Linked DNA regions of Mus musculus: all the other regions are linked to region 3. The links are chromatin contacts, called in public HiChIP or PLAC-seq maps. All regions are on one chromosome and are shown on one strand. The core of a region is the stretch at or near the end of the contact, and the rest is flanking DNA. Distances in the headings are between cores, read along the strand shown.

Region 1 (2,710 bases), core at 105-2,604, 340 kb after region 3:
CAGGTTGTGAGTAGAATTCCAAGGTGAGTAACTGGAAACCTTTGCAGGCATCTCTGGATGGCAACAAACCGCCGATCAGTACAGGAACAGAAGACCCGGCTGGTTCCTTGGGTAGAGACTATGAAGGGTGTCCTATGTGATGGCTTCTGCTTTTCCAGAGAGGCAGTGTTTACACTAAGAAGGAAGAATTAAGTCAAGGGGAACAAAGGGAAACAAAGGGAAAAGTAGACTTCCAGTTTTGTTTCCTTTTAATGATTTCTTTATTAAATACAAAAATATTAGTATTCCAGACCTCACAAATTTTCCTTATAATTTCAGTAGGTTTTAAATTTTATCACAACAAATATAAGTGGGCCAGTGAGAATGATCAATCCATTAAGGTGTTTGCCACCATGTTTGATGATGTGAATTCAATTCCCAGAACTCACAGTGTAAAGAGAAGTGATTTCCTGCAGGTTGCACTCTAACTTTCACATGTATGCCATGGTATGTGTGTGTGTGGGCACACATACACGCAAATAAATAAGTAAAAACATTAAACATTTTAAACATAGTCATAGGGTACAGTGTGATAATTCTATCCTTTCCTCAAAGTTCCTTGTTTGTTCAGTAAAAACATAAAAATGCCTTCTGAACTGCGGTGCTGTCTATTTTTAAAGTAGAGTAAGCAATTGTAATTAAATTAAATTATCTTTTAAAATTAAATTATTACTTAAATTATAGTAAGGGCCCACATTTATCTGAAATAAAGCGTAATGCACTTTGTCCATCTTTAAGGGTGCGCATTCCTTCAACAGTTTTGTATTGTTAAAAAGTTTGAATGCAAAGTGTGTCTGAGATTCAAGGCAATTTTTTCACGAAGAATCTCTATAAAACAAGAAAGCAAGTTGTATGCTACTTTACAGAGTTCTACAGAGTATATATTTTCATTCTTCAAGGGAGGTATTTGGATATTGAAAGGAAAAAAGAAGGACTAAAGTCCATCAGGAAACATTACATCTGCAGTCCTATTCTGGCATCTAAGCTATGTGTAGGTGTGATGTAAATCCAAAGGGTTGGGAAGCCCTTACCCACACCCTGGCTATCTGCAGACTTACGGCCTTTGTCTCTGGCTCACTACCATCACTGCCTGTGGTTTTCGTTGCAGACACTCCTCATTCCTACAGTCCCTAATGTGGATTATCTTTAGTTTCACTACTCCCATCCACTTAGGGGTTGCTTGTGGGATTCTGACCCTGTCATACATCGCTAGGCCTCCCAGATTTTCCTTTACGCTGTGTTCAGAAGCCTCCCTGACCCCGTAACCCTTGCACTTTGCATTGCTGTACGATCAGCAGATGCAGACAATGCCAATGTTTGTAGCTGAAGCAATGACCGAACCCTATTGTAGCACAGCTTCTGTGGGCTCTGGGTCCCTGAGGACTGGTCACAAGGGAATCCTTTCTCTTGGGAAGTCCATACAGACACGATATCCCAGAGCTATCTGCTCAAAGTAAAGTTGAAACTGTATCATCTTGTATGTGCAAATAGGTGGGTGTCATACAATGTGTGAAATGTCCCCGAGGCATCTTTCCTGTCATGTTGATGTAATGCATTTGCTTTCTTTCTAGTGTCATGAACCTCCTTAGCAGCCACATTTTACTGGGCCACGGCTTTACATGTACTTCTTTTCTAGGCAAAAATACTTTTATTTTATTTTAATTTTTTAAAAGAACCTCCTTTCTGTTTTATTTTTTATTTTTATTTTTTTGGTTTATAATCCTCCCCATAATCGTAGCCAAAAGCAGTTATAAAATAACCATACCATAGGTTGAATGATGGGCTAAATGAAAAATGGATTTACCTTACTAACTATAATCTCAGGACATGGACAATATACAGAGCAGATATTTGCTAGAGTGTGCGATGTATGATCTTAGCTCAGTTGCACATAGATCACCATCCCTAACTGTGACTTCTTGTGAGCAGTCTTCCCTCTGACGTCAGCCCTGCCAGCCTCTGACTTCTGAAGCTCCACCACAGTCACCAAGCATTCTCTGTTTACAGCCTTCTAAGACTTTCCTTGCCAGCGTTTTCACACCATTGATAGCATTCTCTGTAAAACAGTTCCAAAGTCTTCTGAGCTTTGTCAGCTTCAATGACAGTGGTCACCATGCTCCTGATTGGAGTTTTATGAATTGATCACTTATTTCATTACTGCATCAGACATTTATTTCCAAAGTCCAAAGTAGGGGGAATCTTTATCTTGGTCCTTGTTCCCTGGATCAGGGTTTTCCTTTATCCTGTATTAGTTGCTTTTATAATTATTTGGTCAAGGTCTTTTGTCCATGTCTTTCATAGTTATGAATCTATAGCACAATACCCTTACCTTTGGAGAGTATGGTGTTCAGCTGTTCATCCTGTATTTGACATTTTGAGTTGTTTACAACATGAATGCAGATTTCCTCTGCTGGCTTCTGAAGGGAAACAGATGTTTCACTATCATGATGTACAGTATAGAAAAATTGCACTTCACTATGAAAAGGTAGCAGGATCCCTTTCCAGCCTTTCTGGAGGTGGGCTTAGCCAATAGAACAGCCAATGTCTTCTCTGCGGCCAGAGCAACCACTGCCTCTGCTACTGGACTGTTTTCCTCCCTCTTTTGCTATGGTTTCATTTGTAGACTCCCAGGGGCTGGGCCTAGGAGGTTTAAATTCTGCTCCTGCCTCTC
Region 2 (2,700 bases), core at 27-2,526, 290 kb after region 3:
TGAACACAACTAGTGGTTGTGTGCATAAGACGACCAGTCAACATTTCAGCAAGGTGTGAGAGGGATTCATATTATAGACACTTTATGGCTTCTCGGGGAAGGATAGTGAGTTTTCTTTAACAGCGGGCTACAGATAGGTCTACACTGATGTTCCAGTATCCCCATACCCAAGAGTATATGGGCAGTCAGAATTGTAGCTGATGATTTATTAAATAAAAGTAAATAAGTAAGAAAAAGGGTCTGGAGAGATTGCTCAATGGCTAAGAATACTTGTTCATGAAGAGGACCTGGGTTGACTTGGTTCCAGCACTCAAATGCTGTTCATAATTTCACTTCCAGGGGATCTGATGTTTTCTTCTGGCCACCATGGGCACAAGGCATGCACACATGTAGTGCACACACACACACAAGTACTATGAGAAGAAAATCTACTCAGAGTGTTTAAAGTGGGAAAAGGCAGTATTTCTTAGGATCAAGGGAAACATCACACATCACTGTGGACATCTGGGCCTGGATTCATTTTAGGTTAGAATAAAAGAGCTAGAATTCAGGAGAGTCTCCAGGCTAATCCAGAAGAGTCTCTTATCAACCAAGCTGTGGATGGCGGACTTGCAGATGAGTCCTAGTAGCAATGTGTTGTTTCAGGGGATTTCCTGCTAATTGTACCTGAAGACTAGGAACAAGGTTTTAGAAACATAAAATCTTCGCGCATAGTTAACTCACTAAGGATACCTTGAGACAAAGTTCCAGTTACTGACCTTAATATTCTATTTAGCATGTTAAAGACTCCCGCTCAGACTTTGCCCTGCCCCCATACCTAAAAACTTTATTTTACATAAGTACTCGGGCAACACCCAGTGTCCAAAGGCTCACTATCTGACCTGTGGTTTACTGAAAGACCTGAAGATGGCTAGCTTTCTCAGAATTTTCCTGAGGTTTGAGAAGGAGCTGAACAAGGAAGCATGCATGCTGAAGTCTCCTCGAGGCCTAGCAAGATGTACCCTCTACTCCGAGAGAGACAGTGCCACCCTGCCAAAGATCTGAGGGACCCACACTGAGCACACACACAGACTCCAATCCCCTGAGTCGCAAGACTTGGAATGATGGAAGCAGCAGGGTCTCTTGGCTCAGAAGACTACCTCTTCCTAAGTGGGACCCAGGTTCAGAGGCCATCACTCTAGGAGTGGGAAAAGAGAAGGCACCTTCCTCTCTTGCTGCAGCGTGGGGGCGGCTATGGAACTGTGGATCTAAGGCTGATGAACTCCAGAGCTCTGCCAGGGGTGGGGGCCTAAGATGCAGGTATTTATAGCCAGGCCTACACGCCCTCTGTTACTCACAAGGGTTGGCCCAGCTTGAAAGCATGAACAATCTCTTCCGGGCACTCCCTGTGTCCACTTCCTTCGGATCACAGGGCCCCCTCCTCTGGCTGACCCGTGGGGTCAGCGTCCTTTCTAGCTGATCCACTCCTATTTCTCCCTGAGACTGGAAGCTGTGTTTTGGCAACTGGGGCTCCAGGAAGGAGAAGTGTTTCATTTGTGTTCCCCCCACCTCCCACTCCCATCAGGGTCCTAGAATATTACAGTTTTGAAAACAGAAAGATTAGTGTGACTACGAGCTGTGGGAGGAAACCTTCTGGGAAAGGTTTGGAAATGTCATCTATGAAAACAGGCAAAGGAACACTGAAAATAGAGAGACTCTTTGGATGCCTCAGGGAGAGCTACCACGTGCCTCCCTTGGGAAAATTAGGCAAGTAGCATCTTTGGGCTGGTCATGGGCTCTGGAGGCACATGGTTCTGGGTTCACATTGTAGAGCGGTTACTTGGCTGGCTGGCTTGGGTCAAGCTCTCAGCTACTTAGAACATCTGTCTTTAGAAAGCAGACAGTAACTGTAGGCAGAGCTGCTGTATGGATGAACATGGTTTTCTTAGTGTTTGGGCAGTGGTATTAGGAGGTCTGTGTATCTGTGTTCCTTGGACTTGATATTTCCATAGGTCAGAGCTGCTGGACTGGGAAGGCACGGCAGGGTGTGGCACCGTCTCACTCAGCAGGCTCTGTCCCCAACTAAGCAACAGGAACTGATTTACTGAATAAGTAATAGAAGTGAAAGGTTATTATTTTACTCCAAGTAGGCTTTAGCTACACTTTCTTAAACCTCCCAGGCTAGAGATCTTGGGGAGATTTTATTACTTTCTAGTTATGTTTACATGTTAAGAACACAACTATTTTGAAAACGAAGAATTTCAAGAATCAGCTTAGAGAGAAGTCTCAATCCTATTTTAAGTTTTATCCCTTCTGTTTACTCCTTTGAGGCTTATGTGGGGATTCTGTTTCCTATTTACTGAGGATGGACAGACATGGTTCCCTGATAGCAGATATCACCCCCCCCCCACCATGGTTGTGGGTAAGGTGTTGAGTGTTGGAGGGGCCCAGGAAGGAAGAAGAAGCACATGTTACTTTCTCTTACCAGCCTTCTTTGTTCTATTAGTTCTGCCTGGTGCTGCTATGCAGAGCTCACTTACTGACTAAATATGACATGGCTGATGAGCCATAAGGCTAGTTCTACTTTGTTGCAGTGGGAAATGTTGTTGGTGTCCCATATCTGGACTGGGTGTAGCCCACAGCCTCTGTGCTGAAGTACCATCACCTAGAAGGCTGGGTTTTCTTCTCCTGGCCCAGCAGCCAGATGGCCAACATCTGGCC
Region 3 (2,700 bases), core at 153-2,652:
TCGGGGCCCACTTCATCACCCCCAAAGGCATGACTTCTAACAGTTCATTTGTAGTACTTCAGTCATGGTGGGAGACTGACTCCGGTGGGCTCCTGTCACTCTTGGGTAGGGTAAGACTGGGAGCAGACAGATGTCTCACCAAAGTCCTGCAGTCACTGCTGTACAGCAAGTACCTGGTGTGACTCTTTGCTCTGCATGCAGACCTGTCTACCTATGCCTTCTGCCTCCCCCATAGAGAGATCTGCCTGCAAAGGCTCCCGAATGGGGAGGCACTGAAAACCCAGGACTCTCTCGGGAGGTAGTGGTGACTAGGATGTGGAGGGGTCAGGTACCAGGTATACTACTGCTTGATTCATCACTGTGAGGTGAGGGCTCCAAGTTGGCTCTCCCTGCCCTGGGGACATACTCCCTCCCATGCAAACAGGACCAGCTGCACTCCCATTTCTGACTTCTCTTCTTGTTGACTGTTTTGAGCCTGGTTTTTAGAGGGGCAGCTAGAAGTTGTGTGTCTTCTTCCATCCTTAGCATCTTGGATAGTACCTTAGGATGCTTAGGGCTTCATGCTCACCTGACACTGGCACGCTCACCTTCATCCTACACTTAGAAATGAGAATTGATGGCTGCTATTGCGTCCATAGGTAAGCACTAAAATTGCCTAGAATGTTTGAGGCTCTGGCTTTGATTCTCAGCACCACAAAACCAAACAAACAAAAACCAAAAACCAAAAACCAAAAACCAAAAACCAAAAACCAAAAACCAAAAACCAAAAACCAAACCAAACCAAACCAAAAATGCTCAACCCTCCCTAAAAAAAAAAAAAAAAAAACAAAAAAAAAAAAAAATCACAAGAACAACCCTTCTTTTCTCTTTTTAAAACTTATTTTTAAGGTAGCTTCTCTTTTCGGTTTGTTTTCTCTTCTCTTATATCTCCGCACTTTTCTCTTGCTATATAGTCCGGTGATCCTTGAACTCACAGCGACTTCTTGCTTCAGCTTCCTCAACGCTGAGATTACAGGAGTGAGCCACCACTCCTGCTTGCTTTGGTTTCCATAAGGTTAACTTATCCAGAAACCAAAAACAGGTCCACTTAAAACAAAACAAAACAAAACAAAACAAAAAAAACAGTCTTGTACCAATGATCTTGTTTCTTTCTCTGGCTATTTGTTGTCAAGATGACAAGTGGCTGGTAGGTGTGGGGGTCTGTGTGGGAAGTCTCCGGCATGGCCACACCGAGAATGTTTATTGTAGAAAGGGAACTTTTGCCCTGTGAAGTCACCTCCTCCGAGACACCAGTAGCTTTCTGATATTCTATCACAGGAAATTCCTGGTGGTCCACAAAAGCAGTCCTTGGAGTGCAGCTGCAGGGAGAGAAATCATTGCTGAAAGAGACAAGTCTGGGGCTCCTGTGAGTGTAGCTGAGCACCTGGGCCTTGGATGATGCAAACGGGAGGACTCTTAACAATGTCAGAATGATCCAAAAGACAAAGGTCAACAGAATTCTTATGTAATGCACTCTCGAAGTGTGTACCGGACGGTATCTATTGTGTGCTAACAAGATAGTAGGCATTATGTTGACTTTAAACTTCTTTCCTTGGGAGATGATGTTTTTTTGTTTGTTTGTTTGTTTTTGTTTTTGTTTTTTGTTTTTGGTTTTTTGAGACAGGGTTTCTCTGTATAGCCCTGGCTGTCCTGGAACTCACTCTGTAGACCAGGCTGGCCTTGAACTCAGAAATCCACCTGCCTCTGCCTCCTAAGTGCTGGGATTAAAGGCGTGCGCCACCACACTCGGCAGGAGATGATGTTTTAATATATTGTTTTGAAAATTACTTAGTCTGGCATGGTGGTGCACTTGGGAGGCAGAAGCAGGTGGATTTCTATGAGTTTGAGGCCAGTTTGGTTTACAAAGTGAGTTTCAGGACAGCTAGGGCTGTTACACAGAGAAACCCTTTCTCGAAAAACCAAATATAAATGAGTGAATAAACAAATAATTCACAATTTATTTAATTTTCTGTGTGTTTTGCCTATTTGTGTACCTGTACACATTTTTGTAGCTTGTATGTGCCTGGTGCTCAAGAATGCCAGAAGAGGACAGATGCCTTGGCAGTAGAGTAGAGTTGCTGTCTGTGATGCAGAGCTGAGAATTGGGCCCTCTGGAAGAGCAGCCAGTGTTCTTTGCTTCTGAGCCATTTCTCCAGCTCCTGGATTTAGCTTTTTTGAAGCTGTAAAACTGAATCCACAATTGACTTACGATTCCATTCATCATCTTTCCTAGCTCAAGTTTTCTCTGAAACACCATAAAGGCAAAAATTGTATTTGATGTCTTAGAAATCCCATAATTAGGGTGGCTTAAAGAACACAGATGTCCTTGGTCTTCAGGGTTCTAAGGTGAAAGGTCTAGGGCTAACAACTTCTCAGGGGCCAAGGCGATTCTGAAGTCAGGAGAAGTTCAATCATCTCTGTGGCCTTCTCCTGGCAGCCTGTATTTTCCAGGCACACACCTCCCACCAGCCATAACAATTCATGGAAATTAATAAATTCATTTATTGGGAGAGGTCATGGGTAAGGCAGGAAGATCAGTCCCCAGCTTCCCAACAAGAGCCAGTGGCCGTCTTTACAGAACTGATTGTAGCAAGCAGAAGTTGTTTGAGTTCTCAAGTAAGTTAAATGCAGTTCTTCCATTTGTTAACAAATATCTGTCTC

The links. HiChIP or PLAC-seq counts read pairs in DNA pulled down with a chosen protein or histone mark.
Region 1: an H3K27ac HiChIP or PLAC-seq map of extraembryonic endoderm stem cells shows a contact between it and region 3, with 7 times the contacts expected there. The contact joins two enhancer-like sites. A contact is called at or near these places in 1 of 15 datasets of contacts at CTCF or cohesin (the NIH/3T3 cell line), 15 of 484 Hi-C or Micro-C datasets (the G1E-ER4 cell line, cerebral cortex, embryonic stem cells and 7 more), 2 of 115 datasets of contacts at active chromatin or transcription factors (extraembryonic endoderm stem cells and trophoblast stem cells) and 1 of 9 other capture datasets (liver).
Region 2: a contact with region 3 is called in an H3K27ac HiChIP or PLAC-seq map of extraembryonic endoderm stem cells. The contact joins two enhancer-like sites. A contact is called at or near these places in 2 of 484 Hi-C or Micro-C datasets (extraembryonic endoderm stem cells and nephron progenitors) and 4 of 115 datasets of contacts at active chromatin or transcription factors (differentiating embryonic stem cells, embryonic stem cells, extraembryonic endoderm stem cells and 1 more).

The regions. Positions count from the first base shown.
Region 1 is chr1:4,421,030-4,423,739 of GRCm38.p6, reverse strand. No RefSeq gene overlaps it. Among named protein-coding and RNA genes, the nearest start is that of Rp1, 62 kb to the right of the region's middle. Within about 2 kb of position 1,354, at least 9 of the 459 cell types and tissues checked have an H3K27ac peak or open chromatin away from gene starts, as enhancers often do. A contact at or near this core is called in extraembryonic endoderm stem cells, where this site is marked.
Region 2 is chr1:4,470,152-4,472,851 of GRCm38.p6, reverse strand. No RefSeq gene overlaps it. Among named protein-coding and RNA genes, the nearest start is that of Sox17, 26 kb to the left of the region's middle. Within about 2 kb of position 1,276, at least 9 of the 459 cell types and tissues checked have an H3K27ac peak or open chromatin away from gene starts, as enhancers often do. A contact at or near this core is called in extraembryonic endoderm stem cells, where this site is marked.
Region 3 is chr1:4,759,258-4,761,957 of GRCm38.p6, reverse strand. No RefSeq gene overlaps it. Among named protein-coding and RNA genes, the nearest start is that of Mrpl15, 25 kb to the left of the region's middle. Within about 2 kb of position 1,402, at least 4 of the 459 cell types and tissues checked have an H3K27ac peak or open chromatin away from gene starts, as enhancers often do. A contact at or near this core is called in extraembryonic endoderm stem cells, where this site is marked.